Linked DNA regions of Sus scrofa: regions 2 and 3 are each linked to region 1. Evidence: chromatin contacts called from public HiChIP or PLAC-seq data. All regions are on one chromosome and are shown on one strand. The core of a region is the stretch at or near the end of the contact, and the rest is flanking DNA. Distances in the headings are between cores, read along the strand shown.

Region 1 (3,879 bases), core at 106-2,605:
GCCAATTCGGCAGGAGAAAAGGGGACGTCCTGAAGCCCCTTCCCCACAGATACTCGAGACCCGCTTCTGCCCACGAGGGCAAGACGGGCAGGAGCCCCGGGGTTGAGAGCAGACGGGAAGCCAGGCCCCAGGGCCGCTCCTGCCAGCAACCACCGACGGCACTTCCCGAAATCCGGCCCCCGGCGGACGGCGCCTTCGCTCTCGCTCACTAGGCGTCTGGGAGAGGCGGGGGGCCAGCGGGCAGAGCTCAAGGCAGACGGCCAGACCCGCCGTTCTGGCGGCTCCGCGGGGCTGGGGGCACAGAGAGGGAGCCTGGCACGCAGCGGGCCCTCGGTCTCAGCCCGGGGAGAGCCACCCCTGCAAACCTGGCGTCCCTGGGAAGGAGCCGCGCCCCTTCTGCCCGCGCTCCCTGGGTCCCCCAGCGGTTCAGTGCAGCCCTCTTTGCGCTGCCCTAGCTCTGCCGCGGGGGTGGGTCGGTTGCTTCTTCGCAGTTCCACAGTCCTTTGGCCACAGCGGGCGAGGACATCTCCCTGGTCGCCCTTCCGCATTGCCTTGCCCCTTCGGCTCATTCCTTTTAACCCGGTACAGTCCCTGTGTGGGGAGGGCTTCGGACTGCCCTAGGCGAAGGGGCGAGGGAAAGCCACCTCCCTCCAGCAGTTCCTCCTCCTGAGCCCGCCTTTGCGGAAACTGTTGCAAATACTTTTTAGTCTTTCAGAGCCTCGGTGTGCCGGTCCGTAAAATGGGGATAGCAGTGCATAGTCCATAGCATTCGGTGAGTCAGTTTGTGTGGAGCGCCGGGCCTTCCCATCCTGGTCCCTGCACAACTGGAATTGTGCGGCCCAGGCTGGGGCGTCCAGGTTGCTAGGAAGCGAATTTGCCCCTCGGATTTGGTTCTTGCGGTCGGTCGTTTAGAGGCGGTGGATGGAGCCGGATACCGGACGAGGCCGAACATTTGCTCAAGTATTTCTGGAAATTTTCTCATTTCCCGTCGTCACACTGGCCCTTAAACTCTACACCATTTAATTGAATACTCTTTTCTCCCCTTCCGATGTGGCCTTTTTGCATTTTTTTACTGGAACACAGTATTTACAACTGATTTGTTTACCTAACTATATCTTTATCATTTTCTCTAATTACAGAAGTAGTCATGCCCATTATAAATATTCAATCCTGCAGAGTTTTGTAATGTAAGACGTGATAACCCGCAGGGACTGCCTCTATTTAACACCCAGGGCTCAGCACTTGCTTTCAGCGGTCGCTGGCAGAAATTTGTGAGCTCTAGCTGGCTAGGAGCTCGCCTGCAGGTCGCGCCGGGTGGTTACTAGGGAAACGCCAGCCGCTGGGGTAAGAGGCCAGCGATTAACTCCCTTGAGAAGGGGTCGGTCCCGCCCTGGGGGCGGAGTTAGTAAAGGAAAGGCGGACCCGCAGGGAGCGCGTTTCCCGATTTTCCCTCCAGATGTCGCTAAAGGATCGTGGATTCGGTCCTGGGACCACGCTCCCCTCGGCTGCGGGCGCCAAGGGGCGGAGCCAGGGCGGGGCGTGGACCTGCAGCTGCAGTTAGCCGGGGGGTCAAGGGAAACGAGGGGTGTATGTCGGACTATTAGACACTCTCTGGGTCTTCTGCACATGACGAAGAAAAGTGTATGTGTCAGAGAAAGAGAAAAAGGGGAGCTTCTAGAACGCGGAGAGAGAAGGGGAAATCTGTCGCCGCAAATGTCACTCCATCCTTCCCATTTGCCCTTAGGGTCCCCCTCCGCCCTTCTCTCCCTCTGGATCTGCAACGCTTCACACCTTCAGTACACGGTGTGCTCTGCCCACAACTGCAAGGTGGGAGCTGCCCGGTGCTTTCTCGCTCCTAAGCCTAGCCATGGCAAGTTTGCCAGGCTCTAGTGCCCAGGGTAGAAGCCAGCATAGGAATTCCGCTGGCATAGGAATTCTTGTCCTGGGCAAGCCAAGAAAAACAGGCGCATGCCGTTCCTCAGTTTGTCCGGAGGAAATCTTACGCCCTTCCCTTCTGGAGGCTGAGAATGGAAAATGTGAGCAGAAGAATCCCCAGCGGGGCCACCATGTAGGTACAATCTTTTGCTCTCCTTTTCCCCCTAAATGCACCATTCCTCTCATTATTACTCTTTTACCCTGTCACACAGTCATGCCCAGTCCTCGCCACCACATATAGGGTCCCAGAATGAGTATCACACCCCTTCACTATGTTAAGTGGTCTGCTTCCCTTGACCCACCCCTTCCCCACCAATCACACAACCACAAGAATACACCCTGGTACTGGGCATCCTGAAGATGAGCCACACAGAGTGCAGGAGCCTTTATCAGGGAGTTCCCGTCATGGCTCAGTGGTTAACGAATCCGACTAGGAACCATGAGGTTTCGGTTCGATCCCTGGCCTTGCTCAGTGGATTAAGGATCTGGTGTTGCCGTGAGCTGTGGTGTAGGTCACAGACGCGGCTCAGATCCCAAGTTGCTGTGGCTCTGTCGTAGGCTGGTGGCTATAGCTCTGATTCGACCCCTAGCCTGGGAACCTCCACATGCCTCGGGATCGGCCCAAGAAAATGGCAAAAAGACCAAAAAAAAAAAAAAAAAAAAAGCCTTTATCAGAATGAACACACACACGCATCCCCTTCCCAGGGCCAAGAGAGAGGGAGACCATTGGCAGGGGACAAAAGCAGGTTTATTTGGGCTCTGAGGCCAAGGATGCCAAAGGTTTATTTGGTCTCCAGGCCAAAACGGCAGCCAGGGTGGTGAGAAGGAGTGACTCAGTGCTGAAGTCAAACCTTTGCATCTCATTGTCCCTGGCTAGAGACCTCGGGAGTCAGTTCTGGGAGTGCCTGGGAATACTGAGGGATCTCTAGTGTCCCCCAGGGCCTTTGTGCTTTTGCCAGGATTGTGGGAATGGGCTGGGGGCAGGGAGACTTGAATGCACGCCTTCATTTCAGTAAGGACCACTTAATTTGTTCCTTGGCAGACTGAAGAACCTGGGTGGGGTGCAGATGAGGAAAGTTGAGAGGATTATTGGGGGGGGCGGTGTCAAGCACATTAACCCTGCCGAGAGTGGGGATCTACAGCACCTTCTCTTAAGGGTCCCTGCAGTCCTCGGTCACTAGGTGGCAGCAGCTCGCCTCCGCCTGGCCTTAGTGGGCGGCCCACCACCACCACCACCAAGACGGAAAGTGCAGCCCAAACTGGCTGCCGCCAACAACCAGCCCAGGCTGGGGCCTGCCCAGCCCTCTGGTTCCTGCTTCTGCAGCCCTGGGTGTGGCCGCAGCCCTGTCTCCCCGACACCATGCCATGTGCGCTCCAGCCCAGTGCCACGTCCAAGCAGAGACGGTCCCAGGCCTGGCACTTCCTGTGCCCAGATACCTCAGCCAAACCCCTAGCTCTGGCTTCAGCTGGTACTATGTCCTCCACACCCCACCCCACTGCTGATGTGGCACAGCTGGCAAAGGGTTCCCGGCCAGACACCTGCACTCAGATGTGTTCACTCTCATATCCTGCTGAAGAAACAACCTCAGCCCCAGGTTTACACACATCTACACGACTGTGCACACACCATGCAGACATGGCAGGGACCCCAGGTAGGTCCTTCAGATTGTCCCTCCAGCCAGCAAGCCCCATTCCCTTCGGAAGAAGGTCGGTCCCACACTGTACATCCCTCCCTCCTGCCCACTCCCCCTGCTCTTCAGGGACAGCCTGGCCCTGCGGTTCTCCTGCTTCTCCCTGCTGGGGTCTATCTTTCTCCTTCATTTCATCTCCCATTCACTCCCTGCAACTGCCTGGGCTTTTACTCAAGAATTCCATTAAAAGTGCTATGTCTTGGGGTTCCAGTCGTGGCTCAGCGGTTAGTGAATCTGATTAGCATCCATGAGG
Region 2 (3,932 bases), core at 56-2,555, 72 kb after region 1:
TGGAGCAGTGGGTTAAGGGCCTGGTGTGTCACTGTAGTGGCCCCAATTGCTTCTGTGGCAATGGTTTGATCCCTGGCCTGGGGAACTTCCACATGTTGTGGGTGAGGCCAAAAAAGAAAAAGAAAAAAAAATTACAATTTGATGAGTTTTGCTAGTATACAATAAGAGTATCCACAATTATCGAAGGCTAAAGATACTTCTCCCTTGTCATCTATGTACCTGTGTAAGACCAGATTTTCTTCATTTCCTAGTCCAAAACAAAATCACAAGAGAGAATGGGGAAGCTAATACAAGAATTCAGCTGTCTTCTATTATGCCAAACATGAAAGAGATTTGCAAAATGGTAATAGAATAACATTCTACTCGATAATTTTTTTGGGTTTTGGAAAGTGTAGTTATATTTCATAAAATAAATTACGTTCACATGTAATGGTTTGTTATTAGTTTTAGGTGAATAGATACGTTTTTCTAATTTCTCAGTTTTAATTTCTAATCCGGTGAACATCCCACATAAACAAAAGCTCTTTGGGGTCCTTAAATATTTGTAAGAATGTAAAGGGATCCTGAGACCAACAAGTTTGAGAAAAGCTGCTTTGGGGTACGTGGACCTTACCTTATGAGATTTCTCCACCTTACAGAAGAGGAACTTAAGACATAAAGATTTAAGATCACACGGTCAGCGTAGTGCTGGTCATTGTACCCAGGTCTTTAAACTCCAGAGCTCGTATTTGCGACTGCAACTTTTCCCTTGATATTAGCTTTTCTAAAATTATTTTTAAGCAGATAGTTAAAAGGCATTTCAACAACATAAACATCGTAGTCAATGTATTTTTCTTTCTTACTAACTGGCTGGACGATCTTTCCTAGGGCTTGCTCCGCAAGTGAAACCGGTGTTTGCTGCAAAGTCCTCAGCCGGTTTTCGCTCCGACAATCTGGTCTTCGAATCTGAGTTGGTGTTTCCTTGGTAAAGCCGGGGAACTGGAGCCAGGGTTCACATGGGGACTCGCCCAGGCTCAGCGAGGTTCCCACGCTTTGGACTCTGCCACACTCTAGACCGCTGATCATCCCTTCACACTCTGCCCCGGGACCCACTTTGGGATGTTTCGGGGTTGTTCCTTGGCCACTGATTGGCTGGGCCTGACAACGATGGGTGGGATGCGGCTCTGGATTGGACGTCAGAGCCTCTTGTCTCCCCACGCCCACGTCCACCCTGCAGCCTCCCAGGGGAGAGGTAGGAATAGCTACTCCAGCAGTGGCCAGCGCTGGGCGGAGCGCACCGCCGGGGCGAGGCTGCCACTGAGAGCCCGGGCCTGCGGGGCGGGGCGTCTGGGCACCCGGGATTGGCGCGCCGGCAACTTTCTCCCGTCGTGCATCGGGGCGCCGGCAGCTCACCCGGAAGGAGAAGCCGGGACTCTGACTATATGTTGGGCTGTCAGCGGTGTCGTTGTGGGGAGTGGGCGCTGCTTTCAGGTGAGGGGGAGTGGGCGGGTCCGCGGGGAGTGGGTGCTGCTGTCAGGTGAAGGGGCGTGGGCTCTGGTCTTAGGTAAGGCCTGCAGGCTTGAGCGTCAGCAGTGGCGCTTAGGGTGGGGACCTTGCTGGACATCCTGAGGAAGGAACCGACTCCTCTCCAGAGATGAAGGCAGGGCTAGCTCAGTATCCGAGGAAGGAAACCGGCTTTTCCACTTATTTATAAAGTGTAAAGCATCTTTCCTTCCCACTCCTCAGGCTTAGTAGGCAAAAGGGAGTAAGGACTATGTGGCCTTTTTTGCTCCTAGTTCGTTAGGAACACAGGGGGTGTGGCCGGAGTAAAAGTTTGGAGACTTTTAGCCAAACGCTAGGACTAAGACTAATGACACATATTTTACGAGGACCCAGAAGACTCTTGCACTAGATTGTGGTCGCCTTTGTGTCTCAGCTTGCAAGTGGAGAGAGTGGCAAGTTGCAGATCACCAAAAGATGGAGCATAGCTGCTTGGTTGAGAACAGGCAGAGCTTGGTCAGACAGGAGAGCTCCTTCTACCACCTGTGAGTGTTTCTCCGAAGCAGAGTTTTTGAGTTGCCATCTGGCACCAAGAGCTGAAGGCTGAGTAAGCAAGGATGAGCGTCTTGGTGGCTCAGTATACTTTTTATCACCTGATTTTTTTTTCTTAACCTGTCTCTTGAAGTAGTTTAAATCTGAGGGAAAATGGTGGAGTTAAAGCCTTGAATTGCTACCTTGAATTGTTGAGGCATTGGAAAGCTTTACAAGGAATCTACCCTATAAACAAACTGGGTTTTCCTTGGAGGTCCTGGGAAAAGCAAAGGAAAACTTCAAATGTGATTGTAGGGTCGCAGGAAGCTACACTTCCTGGTGCTGGTGCCAAGTAAGTAGCTGAAACTATACTTAGTCAGATGACACATGGATCCATCTCCTAGATCATGGAGCTAAAATTAAGAACTTCCTTCTTCCCTCCAAGGGCTGAAATGAGCTTTATTTCCTCCTAAGGAGTGCACAGGGAGGAAGCTGATGGAGAATAGTAGTTGCTGAAAATTATTACTTGAAGTCTAGGTTTTTGTGGCCCCGTTGTTTCTAAGGAAAGTTACCATTGAAACTTTCTTAGTGCTTTGTGAACTTAGACTTAAGTTTATACCATCTTGGAGATCCTAGGATTTTTAAAGCCAGTTTATAGCTTTTAGTTTCTAAGTGGTATGATTCCCAAAGGAAAGGAGGGGAACTTGCTTTTGGAGGTGGTTCAGAGTCCTAGGCAAACTCTTCTTGAGCCTGAGAGTGATGACCATTAAGTTACTAAACTATGGTCCTGAATTTGGGAAACCTTTCAAGGCATTGTGGATGTTCGAGCTCTTCTGAGTGTGTGGATTTCCTTGTTAGCATCTCTCCTGTTGTTCCTTTTGTAGGAAAAACGGTTCAGTGTATTTAACTGTCTGCTCCTGTGCTGGTAATTAACCAATGCCTGAAAAGAGAAAAGAAAAGATGTTTCGTTTTAATATGAGGAGATTAGTTGTTCACAGTGAGTTGGCCTGCCTTTTTGGGTCACAGCCACTTGACTGCTTACATGCAGGACTGCTTACATGCATCAGTGGCCATGGAACTGGACAGTCCTGCCTTCCAGTTCAGGACTCTTTGGCGGTAGTGACCGCATCAAATGAAAAATCAGAATGTCAGCATGAATACTGTTAAAGATGATATCTCAATCACAAAATTTCCTGTTTGTTCAGCTCTATAGCCCAATTTTGGTGTATATCATGCAGTTTAATCTCTGCATGCAGTGCCGGTGTGTGGCGAGCCCTTCTGGTATACCGGAAAGGATTGGAAAAGCTGTGTGCTTTGCTAATTTTGTGGCGTAAATGAGTTCCCCTTCTCTTGAAATGTTAGCCTTGTGTTAGCACAACATAAAATAGAAGGAAACTCATTACACGCTCTTCTAATGGTAAGGCAGAACTAATAAGAGAATGTGTTTAAAATTAATTGTGGGACTGTAAAAACGAGTGGGTGTGTGAATGGGCATGAGGGGAGGAGAGGGAGAGCTTAGCGATAGTCTTGTTTTCCCAGGAGCCAGCCCGGATCATTTGTTGGCAGTACATATTGGCTGAAGTCAGTTTTCATTTCAAGGTAAATTGGAAAGGGAAATTAAACCTTATTGTTCCGCTCTTAAGAGAGGAGAAGGGGGTGGAGGCGGCAGCCAGAGTGGATGCTGTTGGAGTGGTTCTAGGAGTAACAAGATTAGTGCTGTATTTTAACAGAAGGTGACATCATGGGCCCCTTTGGACTTGAGTAACCCTGTGCTGCAGCCTTCATGGTCCCCTTGTCGGAGTGGGCGATGTCGCTGCACATGTAAACTGCCACATTGGGGGAAATCAGTGGCTTAGGCTTTAATGAATCTTTGCAAAGGAGCGGAAAACATCCTGAGTCGACCTGTGCAGCTGTGGGGTGCT
Region 3 (3,990 bases), core at 984-3,483, 130 kb before region 1:
GTGAAGGACATTGCCCAGCAAGGGGTATGGGCTTGTTATCCAGCAGGATGCTGGAAGGCTGGGAGCCAATGACAAATCTTTTTTTTTTTTTTTTTTTTTTTTTGGCTTTTTAGGGCTGCACCCCTCGGCCCGAAACCTCATGGTTACTAGTCAGATTTGTTTCTTCTGCGCCACAACAGGAATTGCACCAATGAAAAATCTTAACTATCTTAACTAGAAGAGCGATATCTTTTTTTTTTTTTTTTGGTCTTTTTGCCTTTTCTAGGGCCGCTCCTGCGGCATATGGAGGTTCCCAGGCCAGGGGTCTAATCAGAGCTGTAGCTGCTAGCCTTCGCCAGAGCCACAGCAACATGGGATCCGAGCCACATCTGCAACCTACACCACAGCTCACAGCAACGCCAGATCCTTAATCCACTGAGCAAGGCCAGGGATCGAACCCGCAATCTCATGGTACCTAGTCGGATTCGTTAGCCACTGAGCCACGACAGGAACTCCAAGAGTGGTATCTTTTGAAGTCTGGTTTTGTCAAAGGTTAAGTCTGAGAGGGGTGGACTGGAAGAGACTATTAACGTTTATTCAACAATTACAATGTTTGGGGCATTCTGTGCTGTATTTTATCACACGAGTCCTTTAGGAGGGTGGTCTTCAAACCACCAGTCTTGATCAAGAAAAGGAAGGGAGGGAGAGAGGGAGGAAGGAAGGAAGAGGAGGGAGGGAGGGAATAAAGAATAAAATACAACAGGGAGTTCCCATTGTGGCACAGCAGAAACAAATCCGACTAGTATCCATGAGGATTCGGGTTCGATCCCTGGCCTTGCTCAGTGGGTTAAGGATCCGGCATTGCTGTGAGTTGTGGTGTAGGTCACAGATGTGGTTCGGATCTGGTGTTGCTGTGGCCGTGGTGTAGGCTGGCAGCTGCAGCTCCAATTTGACCCCTAGCCATGGAATGTCCATATACCACAGGTGTGGCCCTAAAAAACAAAAAACAAACAAACAAAAAAAATAAGAGGACAGGCTAGAAAACATCAGTGCATCACAAGTAGAAAGGGTAAGTATTGTGTCTGAAAACTTTTATCATACTCTCACAGGAGTTATAAGTGTAATAGGTCATAATGCAAATGTATTTCTCACTGTGGGGCTATGATTTTAAAAAACGAGAAGAAAAGTAAAGAAAAAAAGCCATTGCTCTAAGGTGTGGTTGCAATTAGCCTCTTTTTTCCATAAGGTGCAGGGAGTTTCGGTACCCTGCCTCTCTGCAAGTGGACTGTGTAAAACTTCAAATACAGGCTGGTCTGAAACCAGAATGGATTTCTTCTTACTAATGAATGCCTTCCCAAGTTCGCATCCATAGGAAAGAGAAACCTACCCACGTAGCTCCTGCCAAGTGCTGTACTCACAGCACCTCATTTAAGGAGGTGAGTCGGGCACGGACCAATTCTGTCCACCGGAGGCGCTGGTTAGAATGCATATTCCAGGTTTGCCCCGGACACATGAGGCGGCCCCGGGAATCTACTTTTTGGAGAGCTTCGGGTGATTCTGTGCCCAAATCAAGGAGTCGATGCAATAAATAACCATGTGAGGATTAAGAGGGATTTCAACTGAGACGATGAAAATAATCCCCTCACTTCAGAAGAGTCACACAGCCCCAACTCTCGCTATTGTGTCCGACTCCAACGCCTCGCTGTACAAAGTCACCTCGGGGCTCATTCCCCTCTCCAGAAGCGATGAAGGGTGAGGGACTAAATGAGACTGGTGGTTTTCCACTCACCAGGCAGTAGTTGAGTGGCCGAAGCGCAGGAACCCTCGCCAGGCCAGGGCAACACTCGATTAAGGTGCAAAGTAGATGCTATTTATAGGGCATTTTTCGGCCTCACCCTGAGGACTTCTGATTGGCTTTAGGGCAGATCTGTCAGTCATCTTCTGGGTTAGAGGTGGGTGGAAGGTCAACCACTACCAATACAAAACCACTCCTCAGCTAAGCCCCGCCTTATCCAGCTTCCTGTTGCTGTCCATCAACCACCTCGTGGGCGGGACTTTGCCTCCCGCCAGTTGGCTGGCGGACATGTCGTTCATTCTACAGTAGGCTTCCGGTTGGTGCCCTCTACGGTCCATCAGTGACATTTCACAGGTTTATTGGCCAAACCAACGTCGCTCTAGATACATCTCTTTGATTGGTTAGTACTGCTGTCGGTCCCCAATGTACCGAACTCTAATTGGTGAACGCTGCCGTCGCTCGGGCGGTGGCGGGCTCCGGGATTGGTGGGTGCTAGGCGGGCGGTGTCAGGCTCTCGGTGGCGGCGGAGGCGGCGGAGGCCAGGGAGGAAGATGTCGTAATGAGCGGTGGGTCCTGGCCGCTGCCGGCGGGGTCTTTCCGGCTCTCAAGGGTCGGGAAGACGGGCAGAGGCCGCAGGGAGGGGGAGCCGGGGCTGAGGGTTCCCCCCTGGGGCCGGGCCTGGCGCCGGGGCCCGGCTCCGGGAGGGGCGGGGAGGGAGGATTCCCGCCCGGAGGAGGAGCGGGGCTGGCCAGCCGGGCGGAGGCACCCGGAAGGGGGTGTTCGACTCCCCGCCCCCTCGGAGCCCGCTGGGCGGGAGGGCGGCGCTTCCGGGGGCTGGCGAGAGGAGCGGGCACCCGGGGCCGGCCTGGCACCCCCCTCGGCCTGGCCGACCCGCTTGAGCGCTGCCAGGCCCGGAGACGTTGCCTGGGTCGGCTTCGAGGAGGCGGTCGACGCCCTGTGCGCTTGCCCTGTGTTCGGGGACCCTTTTGCATTCTCACTCTATTTGCCCACCAGTGATTCAGGATTCTCCCGAGAGCAGAGAGGGGCGGGGGAATGCTTGAAATTCCGAGGGCGCCAACCACATGGGCACTGCTGGGCTTGGAAGCCAACCGAGTTACTGATGTATCCCAGTCGAGAGATGGTGTCAGGACATGAGGGCACTCCCTAGGTAGATGACCTCTCTGCTTAGACTGCGGGGTGGGCAGAAACCTTTTAATATTTCACTTGCATCCTTGAGCCTCCAGCTAGATATCTGCCAGCTCTTAGCAAAATTGTGGGACGTTTAAGAACTTGTTAACAGAACTTCCAGCCTGTACCAGGCATCCCGTTGGGGGGGCGGGGGGAGGGAGCACTGCTGAATCCCAAAGGCCAGGAACAAACCGAAGGAATGACAGAAGCAATAAAATGGATGCTTAACTTTCTTCCTCCACCCCCTCTCCATCCCCGTTGCTGACTTATGGTTCTCAGCCTCCTACCCATGCTTTCTTGGCTTATGTTCCCGGTGGCTTTCTAATTTTAGATGAAAAGGAACTGTGTCTTCTCCTCTGGGCAGTTGAGAAACCTGTCCTCAGTGCATTCTTTGGTTTTGATTCCAATATACTGTTGTGTTTGTTTCTTAATTAACCTGATCCGAAGGGACTCAGTCTGGCTTTTCTCAGTGCACATTCTCCTAAGTTTGTTTCTTCTTCTGAGGCTACTTCTTGGTCACTTAATCGTTTTCTTAGAGAAAGGGAGGGAGGAGCCAGGAGATCTGCTTTAAGCAATGAATTGGCCCATGCGGGCCCCCATTACATGGGTTTCCTTGGAAATAGAAGGTACATTGGCATGCACTGTCTAAAACTTGTATGCTGTACCCCAGAAGGCATTAAGTATCACAGTGGAGGGCTAAGTGTTGAATTGGCATTTTAGATTAAAATTTTTAGGATTGGAAAGTTTAGGGTGTTGGCCAGCTCACAGAGGCTTTGAATGGAATGATGGTGGAGTCTACACCATAGGAGTAACTTTGATTTGATAACACAAACCTGTTGTCTGCAATAATAAATATAACTGCAGTGTCTTGTTTTGTTTTAAATTCTTGTGTGCTATGAAGGGCGCGAATCTGTCAGACAACCTATCCATTGGGCTGATGATGTCAGTGTTCCAGTGGCTTCTAACAGGCATTAATACCTGTTGGAAATGGATTCTCATTGGCTGGGATGATTGGTAAGTTGTCTATT

What was found. HiChIP or PLAC-seq counts read pairs in DNA pulled down with a chosen protein or histone mark.
Region 2: a contact with region 1 is called in an H3K27ac HiChIP or PLAC-seq map of alveolar macrophages. The contact joins the promoter of SNX11 here to the enhancer-like site in region 1. A contact is called at or near these places in 2 of 5 promoter capture datasets (fetal liver and skeletal muscle), 12 of 47 Hi-C or Micro-C datasets (adipose tissue, blood, embryonic fibroblasts and 7 more) and 2 of 2 datasets of contacts at active chromatin or transcription factors (alveolar macrophages and skeletal muscle).
Region 3: an H3K27ac HiChIP or PLAC-seq map of alveolar macrophages shows a contact between it and region 1. The contact joins the promoter of SP2 here to the enhancer-like site in region 1. A contact is called at or near these places in 1 of 5 promoter capture datasets (liver), 12 of 47 Hi-C or Micro-C datasets (embryonic fibroblasts, epiblast stem cells, fetal skeletal muscle and 8 more) and 1 of 2 datasets of contacts at active chromatin or transcription factors (alveolar macrophages).

What each region holds. Positions count from the first base shown.
Region 1 is chr12:24,278,001-24,281,879 of Sscrofa11.1, forward strand. It overlaps COPZ2 (coatomer subunit zeta-2), which reads right to left. Exons shown (of 10, transcript XR_002337149.1): 10 at 2,662-2,987. Among named protein-coding and RNA genes, the nearest start is that of MIR152, 12 kb to the right of the region's middle. Within about 2 kb of position 1,356, at least 34 of the 83 cell types and tissues checked have an H3K27ac peak or open chromatin away from gene starts, as enhancers often do. A contact at or near this core is called in adipose tissue, alveolar macrophages, skeletal muscle and 2 more, where this site is marked.
Region 2 is chr12:24,349,975-24,353,906 of Sscrofa11.1, forward strand. SNX11 (sorting nexin-11) reads left to right here and starts at 1,306. Exons shown (of 7, transcript XM_021067103.1): 1 at 1,306-1,470; 2 at 3,550-3,609. It overlaps CBX1 (chromobox protein homolog 1), which reads right to left and starts at 1,083. Exons shown (of 5, transcript XM_021067108.1): 1 at 847-1,083.
Region 3 is chr12:24,151,854-24,155,843 of Sscrofa11.1, forward strand. SP2 (transcription factor Sp2) reads left to right here and starts at 2,234. Exons shown (of 9, transcript XM_021067084.1): 1 at 2,234-2,340; 2 at 3,864-3,976. The coding sequence starts at 3,970.